2 separate regions of the Ovis aries genome follow, and region 1 is linked to region 2. Evidence: chromatin contacts called from public Hi-C data. All regions are on one chromosome and are shown on one strand. Each heading gives the region's core, a stretch centred on a gene start, on an enhancer-like site or on the middle of the called end of the contact. The rest is flanking DNA. Distances are from core to core; before and after follow the strand shown.

Region 1 (4,164 bases), core at 1,540-4,039, 68 kb after region 2:
GAAGAATACTTGGGAACTGTCAAGAGATGGGAATCATGTTACTTATCACAGGCAGGAAAACTGTTTCTTCACAGACCTCGCTGAGAAGAATCAGGGGTGGAAGCAACATCACCACCTTCACCAACACCAGTGCCAACATGATCACCAGCGTACCATCACCACTGCTAACACTGACTGACTATCCCTAGTGCCAGGCCCTGCACAGACCTCGCTGAGAAGAATCAGGGGCGGAACATCACCACCACCTCCACCAGCACCATTACCAGCATGATTGCCATCACCACCACCATCATGATCACCAGCGTACCATCACCACTGCTAACACTGACTGACTATCCCTAGTGCCAGGCCCTGCACAGACCTCGCTGAGAAGAATCAGGGGCGGAACATCACCACCACCTCCACCAGCACCATTGCCATCACCACCATAAGTACCACTCGCACCACCAGCACTGCCATCCCCACAGTCACCAGTGTCACACTGAATACCATTACCGCCACCAGCACCATCACCAACACGTCACCTTTGCTGACATGGACTGTTCCTAGTGCCGGGCACTGTGCAGACCTCACTGCAAAGAATCAGCAGCAGTAGTACCATCACCACCAAAACTACTGCCATCACGGCTGCTAGCATTGACTGGCCATTACTATTGTCAGCACTGCACTAAGTTTTCTAAACATCTCATTTAATCATTACCACAACTCTAGGAGGGAGACAAGAGCAATGGTTTTTAGATAAGAAACCAGATACTCTAGGAGTGTCACAGGTCACTCAGATAATGGTAATGGAACCAGAGTGTGAGCCTAGGCAAGTCTGGCTTTGGCGCCTACTCCCTTAACACCCTATACTAGAGACATGACTTGCTAATAGGAAGGGTCCTGTCTTTCTGGATTAGTTGCCTAAAACAAGGTGGGGAGCTTGCTATGACTCACACACCCACCTATTTTTGCTGTAATGAATGACACAGTCAGAAAAGGCTAAAAATAACTGTCTGGGGTCTTCAGAGATTCCAGTAAACGGAGGGATTTAGGAGGAGCAGGTGCATCGTGCTTATTGCCAGCTGAAGGTGGTAATTTTGGAACAAAGAACGTATGAGGAATGGAGTGGACAGCTGGCTGTGCAGAATCCAGCTTGTGGCAGGGTGTGTCCTGACCTTGCTTATTACACCAGGTCCATGGGCTCCCGGATGCAGTGCCTGAAGCTCCGATGTTGGTCATAAGTAAAAGTTGGAAGAAGAGGGGGGAAAAAGATCCTGGTAAAGATCCTTCATCTGAAGCCAGTTGAGTGGAGGATGAACAATATAATATGGGGGGAAAAAATGGAATAGGTGTGCCAGAATTCTCAGGAGGAATTAGCAGGCCTTCCCTACATCAGAGATACTGTTTCTGACCTCATATCAGAGATTGGATAATACACAGAGTATGAGTTAAAAACCATGAGAATGTGGTATAATAATGATAATAACCACTTATTGGGTACATACATGCCCGGCCCTGTGCAAAGTCCTTCCAGGCCTCACTTCAGTTCATCTTTATACCAGTCATGTTCGGATGAGGAAGCTGGACCTGAACAGTTGTACACCTAGTCAGCTGGGGAGCTGGGATTCTCCCCTTGGCCAGCCTCTCTCCACTCACTCTAACCTCTCAGCTCAACCTCTAACCACGATACTGTACCATCTCCTAAATTTTAATTCAAGATGCCAATTTATATCAGATATGTCACTGCAACTTAAAGAGATGGAACTCATCTCTTTTGTGACCACAAAAGGATGCAACTCTTTGAGTAAGGTTTATTGAAAAGATAGACAATGGTGGTGTTAACCAGTAACTTCTCTATCTCCATGGAATCCACAAGTGAATTTTCTCAGACCACGTCAAGCAAGGAAAAGTGAAGTGCGGGAGATAAAGGAGAAGAGAGAAACTGTAGTTATCATAAAAGATTTGAAGAAACACATTTAGAGTAAGAGGTAAATAATCCTTGGTTGCTTAAAATAGGGGGTGTCACAAGAATTCAGGCCTCAGCTTCATATAAAAAAAGGACATCATGACAGTCTTACTGGAGGCAGTGATTTAGAGGAAGATGCCCACCTGTTTTCATGCATTGGAGAAGGAAATGGCAACCCACTCCAGTGTTCTTGCCTGGAGAATCCCAGGGACAGGGGAGCCTGGTGGGCTGCCGTCTATGGGGTCACATAGAGTCGGACACGACTGAAGCGACTTAGCAGCAGCAGCAGCCCACCTGTTGAGAATGCTGAGGATTACTGTGCTGGGTGGGACTTTGATGTGAACTCTGAGCCCCTGTGGAATTTTTTAACCCTATCAAGAAAACCCACAGAGACACAAATTCAGCACCTGTGGCCTAGAAAGCTGGACCAGATGCCCGAGCCCTTGGGTTTTCCTATATAGAGCATGGACAAGTCACTTCAGAGGCCATCTATCTATAAAAGAAGAGGGGGTACTGACCTCTAAACAATGACATTCTGAAGACTGTGATGATTGGGATGGAGTGGAAGTTGACTTATTCCAGGAGACAAAAAAAAAAAAAGGAAAAGAAAGAAATCCTAAATCTGTTCTACCAGCCCCCATTTGAAGACCTGGGACTTGAAGCATTTTGCAATGGGAGACCTTCTTGCCCTCAGCTTGCGCTAAGAGACATTAGAAAGGTGCTGTGTAGCCAAGAGGCATGGACTATGGGAGCTGACTCATACACACACTTCGTCAGGGCCCAGACTTTCCACAGCGTGCTGGACACACCCCCTTCCTAGAGACACAGATGCCTCATCTCTTCTCCAGGACTGGCTTCCAGCTGGATGAGAGAACTTCAGCCAGCCTCTCCCAACTTGCTGTGTGTCTCTCTCCTCCTCTACTGCTCCCAAGTGTGCATTTGCCTTTGGTGCCAAGAAGGAGGCCTGTGCTCTGGTAAACATTGCCCCTTGACCCTTTCCTCCTCCAGAGTGGGACATCCTGTCAGCTAAGCCTGAATTCCCAGCATCTCCCAAGTACCTCGGACCCTGCCTCCATTTCCTGCCCCTCCCTAGACATTGTTGAGCAACAGGCAGCCTCTGGCCCCCCCTACATTCTGTTGGCCTCAGTGCATGGTCCAGGGTGATGGAAACGGAGAGCAAGGGTGCCTTTCTGCTCTGGAACAATCTCATCAGACTCTTTAATCCTCACTGCTTAGGGAGGCAGATGTTTGGTTTGTAGTCACATAAGGGAGGAGGTGTGCATGGGTGCTAGGAGGGCTGCTCATTCAGAAGATCTACTCTAAGTTTTTACTGTGTGCTGAGCATGGTGCTAGGCAAGAGAATAGGCTTAACCAAAAGCACACAAATCACAAACCATTGAGCATATGAGCCTAAAGGTGAGAAAAAGTAGAACCTAAGCTTGGAGCAGGGATTCGCAAACTCTGCTGTGCTTGGAGATCTTGATAAAATTCAGTGACAAGGGCTCAATTTCTGAAATATATAAAACAGCTCATGCAGCTCAATGTGAAAAAAATAACCCAGTCAAAAAAACGGGTAAAAGAACTAAATGGGAATTTCTCCAAAGAAAACATACAGATGGCCAACAGGCACATGAAAAGTTGCTCAAATTTTTTGCATTTTAGAGAAATGCAAATAAAAACTATAATGAGGTGTTGCTTCACATCGGTCAGAATGGCTGTCATGAAAACATCTGCAAATAACAAATGCCAGAGAGGCTATGGAGAAAAGGGAACTCTCCTTCACTGTTGGTGGGAATGTAAATTGATACAGCCACTACGAAGATCAATATGGAGGTTCCTCAAAAAAACTAAAGATAGAGTTATCGTATGATCCAGGAATTCCACTCCTGGGCATTTACCTGGAGAAAACTCTAATTTAAAAAGATACATGCCCCCCAGTGTTCACTGTAGCACTATTCACAGTAGCCAAGACATGCAAGCAACCTAAATGTCCATCAACAGATAATGGATAAAGAAGATGTGGTGTATATATACAATGGAATATTACTCAGCCATAAAAAAGAATGAAATAATGCTACTTGCAGCAATAAGAATGGACCTGGAGATTATCACAGTAAGTGAAATAAGTCAGAGAATGACAAATATCATATGCTACCACTTATATGTGGAACCTAAAAAAACAATACAAATGATTTACAAAACAGAAACAGACTCAT
Region 2 (4,421 bases), core at 1,371-3,870:
ACCATATTATAATCATTTTATAGATGAATAATTTGAGGCTCATTGAGGCTGAGTCTCTTGCTAGTGAGTGATGGAGCTGAGATTGAAAACCAGCCAGGCTGGAATTTGCTCCTGGGCTCTTAACCAAGCCACCATCTGGTTTACCTAATTCATACTTGGCTTAGTTCATTACTGTCCTGCTCACTCCTACCAAAAGATTTATGCTCCAGGAGGCCAGGGTCTTGTCTGTCTTCTTCTATCCCCAGCTGCCAGCACAAGGCCTAGCACAAGCTAGACAATAAATGACTGCTGAGTGAATAAATGAATGAGTAATATGTTTTTATTTGACTTTGTAAATCTGAAAAGTTCTGAACTTTGAGGTTTTGGGTGATAACTAAATATGTTCACCGAACAGTCTTTTTAATTTTACATGTTTAATTTAGCTGAACTTTCTCCCAGGGTGAAAAATGATCTCTTTCCAAGCCTTAGAACAGAGCAAGTTACAGGTAACTTGGGAATTGAATAAAGAATCACAATCTGAAAATGTAGGGGTTCTCTAAAGAGATCTTTGGGAATCACTTACGTATTTATTAAACACTACTGTGTTTTCAGAGTTATCCTAGGTCTTTTCCATAGCAGAGTGATGTGTGAATCACCTGGGATGCTTGTTTAACATGCAGAGCAGATCTCCAGGAGATTGTTATACAAACAAAATTGTGAGGAGGTTAGGGTTATTCTCTCTCCATTGGCAACAATTCCAAGTAAGCTATCACAAGGTGTTTCAAATCCATTGACCCTTCAGTTTATCTAAAGATCCTTTTGTTGTTATCACATCTCAGGGGGTGAGGTAGAAACATTGTATTTATTTAGGAGGTGCTCTTTCCCCAGTTTTAAGAGAGGGGCTGCCTACATTTACCCTGCCATCTCAGCACCAGGTACACTGACTCTCTCTCACAAAGGACCAACCTAGAAGTGAGCAGATCTGGTACAGTTCAGCCACCAGATGCTATGTGTCGGGGGCAGGTGGTACAGCCTCTCCGACCCACTGTTTCTTGTCTACAAGTTGGGGGTGTGAGGGGTTCACAGCTTTTTTACTCTACACATACTCTAACCGGAGACATTCTATAGACAGGGATTATGTGTCCTTTCAGTCTTGTTTTTCTATGCTCAAAAGAAATGGTTCTGTGACCCTGAACTAGGTTCAGAAAGGTGACAGGGTAAGTAGTCAGAGGAATGTCAAGAATCTCATCCCACTGAATTAACCATGACCAGGAGAATCAGAATATAGGTTTTTTTAATACACACCTGCAAAAACTAACTACAGGGAAAAAAAACTTTGGCCATACAAAACTGGGTGAACCAGTGAGGTTGAGTCACTAGGGTACATACCTGATATTTGCCTCACACAGGGAAGTGTTTCCAAGCAGGTGTTCCTGGACCTTCTATTCTGAGGGCTGAGTGATGCTAGATCCAGAAAACACTAGGGTAGTCTGTCAGTGACTATCTATTGATACCCACTGTGTGTCAGGTGCTTTTCTGGGTGTTGAGGGCCTGGCAGTGAACCCTACTGACAAGACCCATACTTCAATGGAACGAACATTCTCATGGAGGAGAGGGATAATATTTAAAAAAAAAAAAATTCTAACAAATGCGTCAGTGATAAGGGGTATGAAGCGGGAGGTAGGAACAGAATTAGGAGGCTAGAGGAACCCATAATCTCTTATTCACTTGTCCAGCCCCCACCTTCTACACTTGAGGAACACCAGGCAAAGCCAGCAGCGACCTGCTCAAGACCAGACTACACCCAGCTGGTCAGGAGCAAGCAGAGTTGGAAGTGAACACTGTCTTCCTGCAAAGCCAATCCTTTCTTCACAGCCCCTCTCATAGAGGGTCTATTTTCCTGTCATTGTCTAGTTCTTAGACCCGTGTATCGAGGGAGGGAAGCAGCGCTCAAGCACCCCCTCCTTCGCCACAGGACACAGGGTCCCATCCATTCCCCTTGACAGCCCAGGACCCAGAGAGAAGCCCGGGCGGGGCGGGGCCTGGACACGCGCAGGCGCGTCCAGCAGGTGGCAGCAGCGAGCAGCCGCGCCCCCCGCGCAGCCACCCGGCGAGCCCGCATCATGGATGTCGAGCTCTCCTATTTCGTTTTGCTCGCCTTGGAATTCGAGACCCCAGACGAGGACCAGGATTCATGAACTGGTCTCAGGGGCCCGGGCAGGGGCCTCTGGCTCCCGACACTGGCCGAGAGGTGGGTCCCGGGGCGGGCCGCCGCTCGTGGACGCCGGGCGGGGACGCGCTGCCCAGCAGAGCCCGGCGCCCAGCACGCTGCCCCCGCCCTGCCTCCCTGTGGTCCACACCCCCTTTGGGCTCCCGAGCCGCTGGGCTGCAATAGTCGGGGTGCGCGCCAACAGGCGCTGCCGGCCCCGCTTCTGTCGGGCAGTCAGGTCCCAGGAGCGGACGGACCCAGGCGCTCCCGTCCTCTCTGCCGCCTCCTCCTCCCTGCTCTCACCTGAGCTATTAGCCCACTCGCCTTCAAGGCCAGAGGCTACAGCCCAGACTGAGAGGGACAGCAGAGAGAGGGCACCTCAGGATACAGAGCTAACACTGGACTATTTCACCCCCCAGGTGATGAGTGAAGTCGAAAGATCGGAAGATTTAAAAAGCATCTGGAGTCTCCGTATTGAATGAAAGACCCAGTGCAAAGGCATCATCATGAACACGAGCCGTAAGTGGGTCCTCCTCTTCTTTGCCATGGGAACAGGGTGGGGGCGGGAGGTGCAGGAGCCGGCGCTGGGGTTGCCTGGAAGGAGGAAGGAAGCCTGGCACCGGGGGGACACATGCCCCCAGACTCCTCCTCGGTTTTTTCTGTGCTCCCTCCCGAGTACAGGGATATGGCTCCCGGTTTTCACGATATTTGCTAATGTTTTATTGGCCGCGCCACTTGTCTCCGTTGGGAAGGCTGCTTGTCTCCTTCTAGCAAAGCCTGAGAAGGCCTAGGAAGCAGAAGTGTAGCCATTGTCTGACTGAGGGGGCTCAGAGGAGACCTCCCAGCACACAGCTGGAAAGAAGAGGAAGGCCCTGCTGGTCTTGGAGCTGGGAAGAGGCAGGGAGGCTGGCCTCGGGCTGGTGGGTGGGTGGGTGGGTGTGGGCAGGCTGTGGGATAGGAACGAGCAGTTTGATAAACAAATTGCCAGGAAGCCACCTTTGGGTCTGGAGATTGTGAAATATCCTGCTCTAGTGTGCAGGCAGCCCCATGGGCCCAGGGCTGATATTTTTCACATACCTTAAGGCAGCATTTAGCCATCCTGAGAACGAGAGAAAAGAGACAAGCCCTTTGGCCAATGTCTCTGAAATGCCAGAAGCAGTAACTGCTCTGCAGAGGCAGGACCAGACATTTTACTGCTGGGCTGAGCCTCAGCTGCTGAGAAATGCAGTGAGAGATACAAGGAGGCCTAAGCTCTTTCTCTTCAGTTCAGTGCCTTTGACCATGGGCGCCCACTGGGGTAGGTGGCATGAGTGCCACCCTGAAAGAGAGATCTGGATTCAAGTCCCCCTCCTGGCCAGCTTCACTTGTCTGGGTTGTCTAGCAGCATGTGGGGTTGTTGAACCAGAGAACGCCTAGGAACATTCACTTCCCTGGGTCTTTGACTTGGCCCTCTCCTCTCTGGATCTCCAATTGCTCATCTGTAAAATGAGAAGGGTTGAATTTGAGCTTCTTCTAATCTAAGAATCTGCAAGTTTCTTCTAAAAAAGCTACAGCTGAGAAACAAGGTCATAAAAATCAGTACCTTCTGAGGCTGTGTTTGAGATCAAATCAGGTTTCCTTAACCTCCTTCCATTTCAAGGCTGTTGGCATGGAGGGGAGGAAAACAAAGCCAGGGAGATGGAAATGAAATATATTTATTTACTATATATTTGTATGAGTCATCTCTCTGCCGTCTTCCTTTGTGTATTGCATAGCTGCGCTAAGCAGGCAAGTGTAGCTGGACTCCCTCTGCCTTTTACAGCCCAAGAATTTTGCCTCTTGATTTTGACAGTCTGGAACAGGGCTGAGGCTTCACATGAGGCTCAGGAAAAGAGCAAAATTAGGTAGACCCGATCACCTAGTGGGCCACAAATTTGCATCCATCTGTGCTCTCAGACAAGTAAGAATGTGAAGTGCCTGTCACTTCTCACTATCTCTAGGCGGGGAAAAATGTATTTATGGGAGTCCTTTCTCACTAAACGACAGAAGAGAAAGATGGCTCATTTATTTTTCAAGGAACTAAGAAATTAGGTAACAAGCAACACTTTTTCTCTCTTTAGAATCATAAACTCTTGTACCATTAGCAACACTGAGTTTTCCTTAAAGAAGGAAATAGATTTTACTTAAAAAAAACATAAAAGTAGTAGAATTGAGTACTGCAGAAGAGAAGGACTAACAAAAATGCCATTCTAGC

The links. A called contact is a pair of places that touch in the nucleus more often than the background predicts.
Region 1: a contact with region 2 is called in a Hi-C map of tail adipose tissue, with 2.9 times the contacts expected there. The contact joins the enhancer-like site here to the promoter of ABLIM3 in region 2. A contact is called at or near these places in 8 of 16 Hi-C or Micro-C datasets (liver, mixed tissues, muscle and 4 more).

The regions. Positions count from the first base shown.
Region 1 is chr5:58,362,727-58,366,890 of ARS-UI_Ramb_v3.0, forward strand. All of the region lies in intron 4 of ABLIM3 (actin binding LIM protein family member 3), which reads left to right. Among named protein-coding and RNA genes, the nearest start is that of ABLIM3, 67 kb to the left of the region's middle. Within about 2 kb of position 2,790, at least 12 of the 54 cell types and tissues checked have an H3K27ac peak or open chromatin away from gene starts, as enhancers often do. A contact at or near this core is called in liver and tail adipose tissue, where this site is marked.
Region 2 is chr5:58,295,027-58,299,447 of ARS-UI_Ramb_v3.0, forward strand. It overlaps ABLIM3 (actin binding LIM protein family member 3), which reads left to right and starts at 2,621. Exons shown (of 19, transcript XM_060416591.1): 1 at 2,621-2,707. The coding sequence starts at 2,695.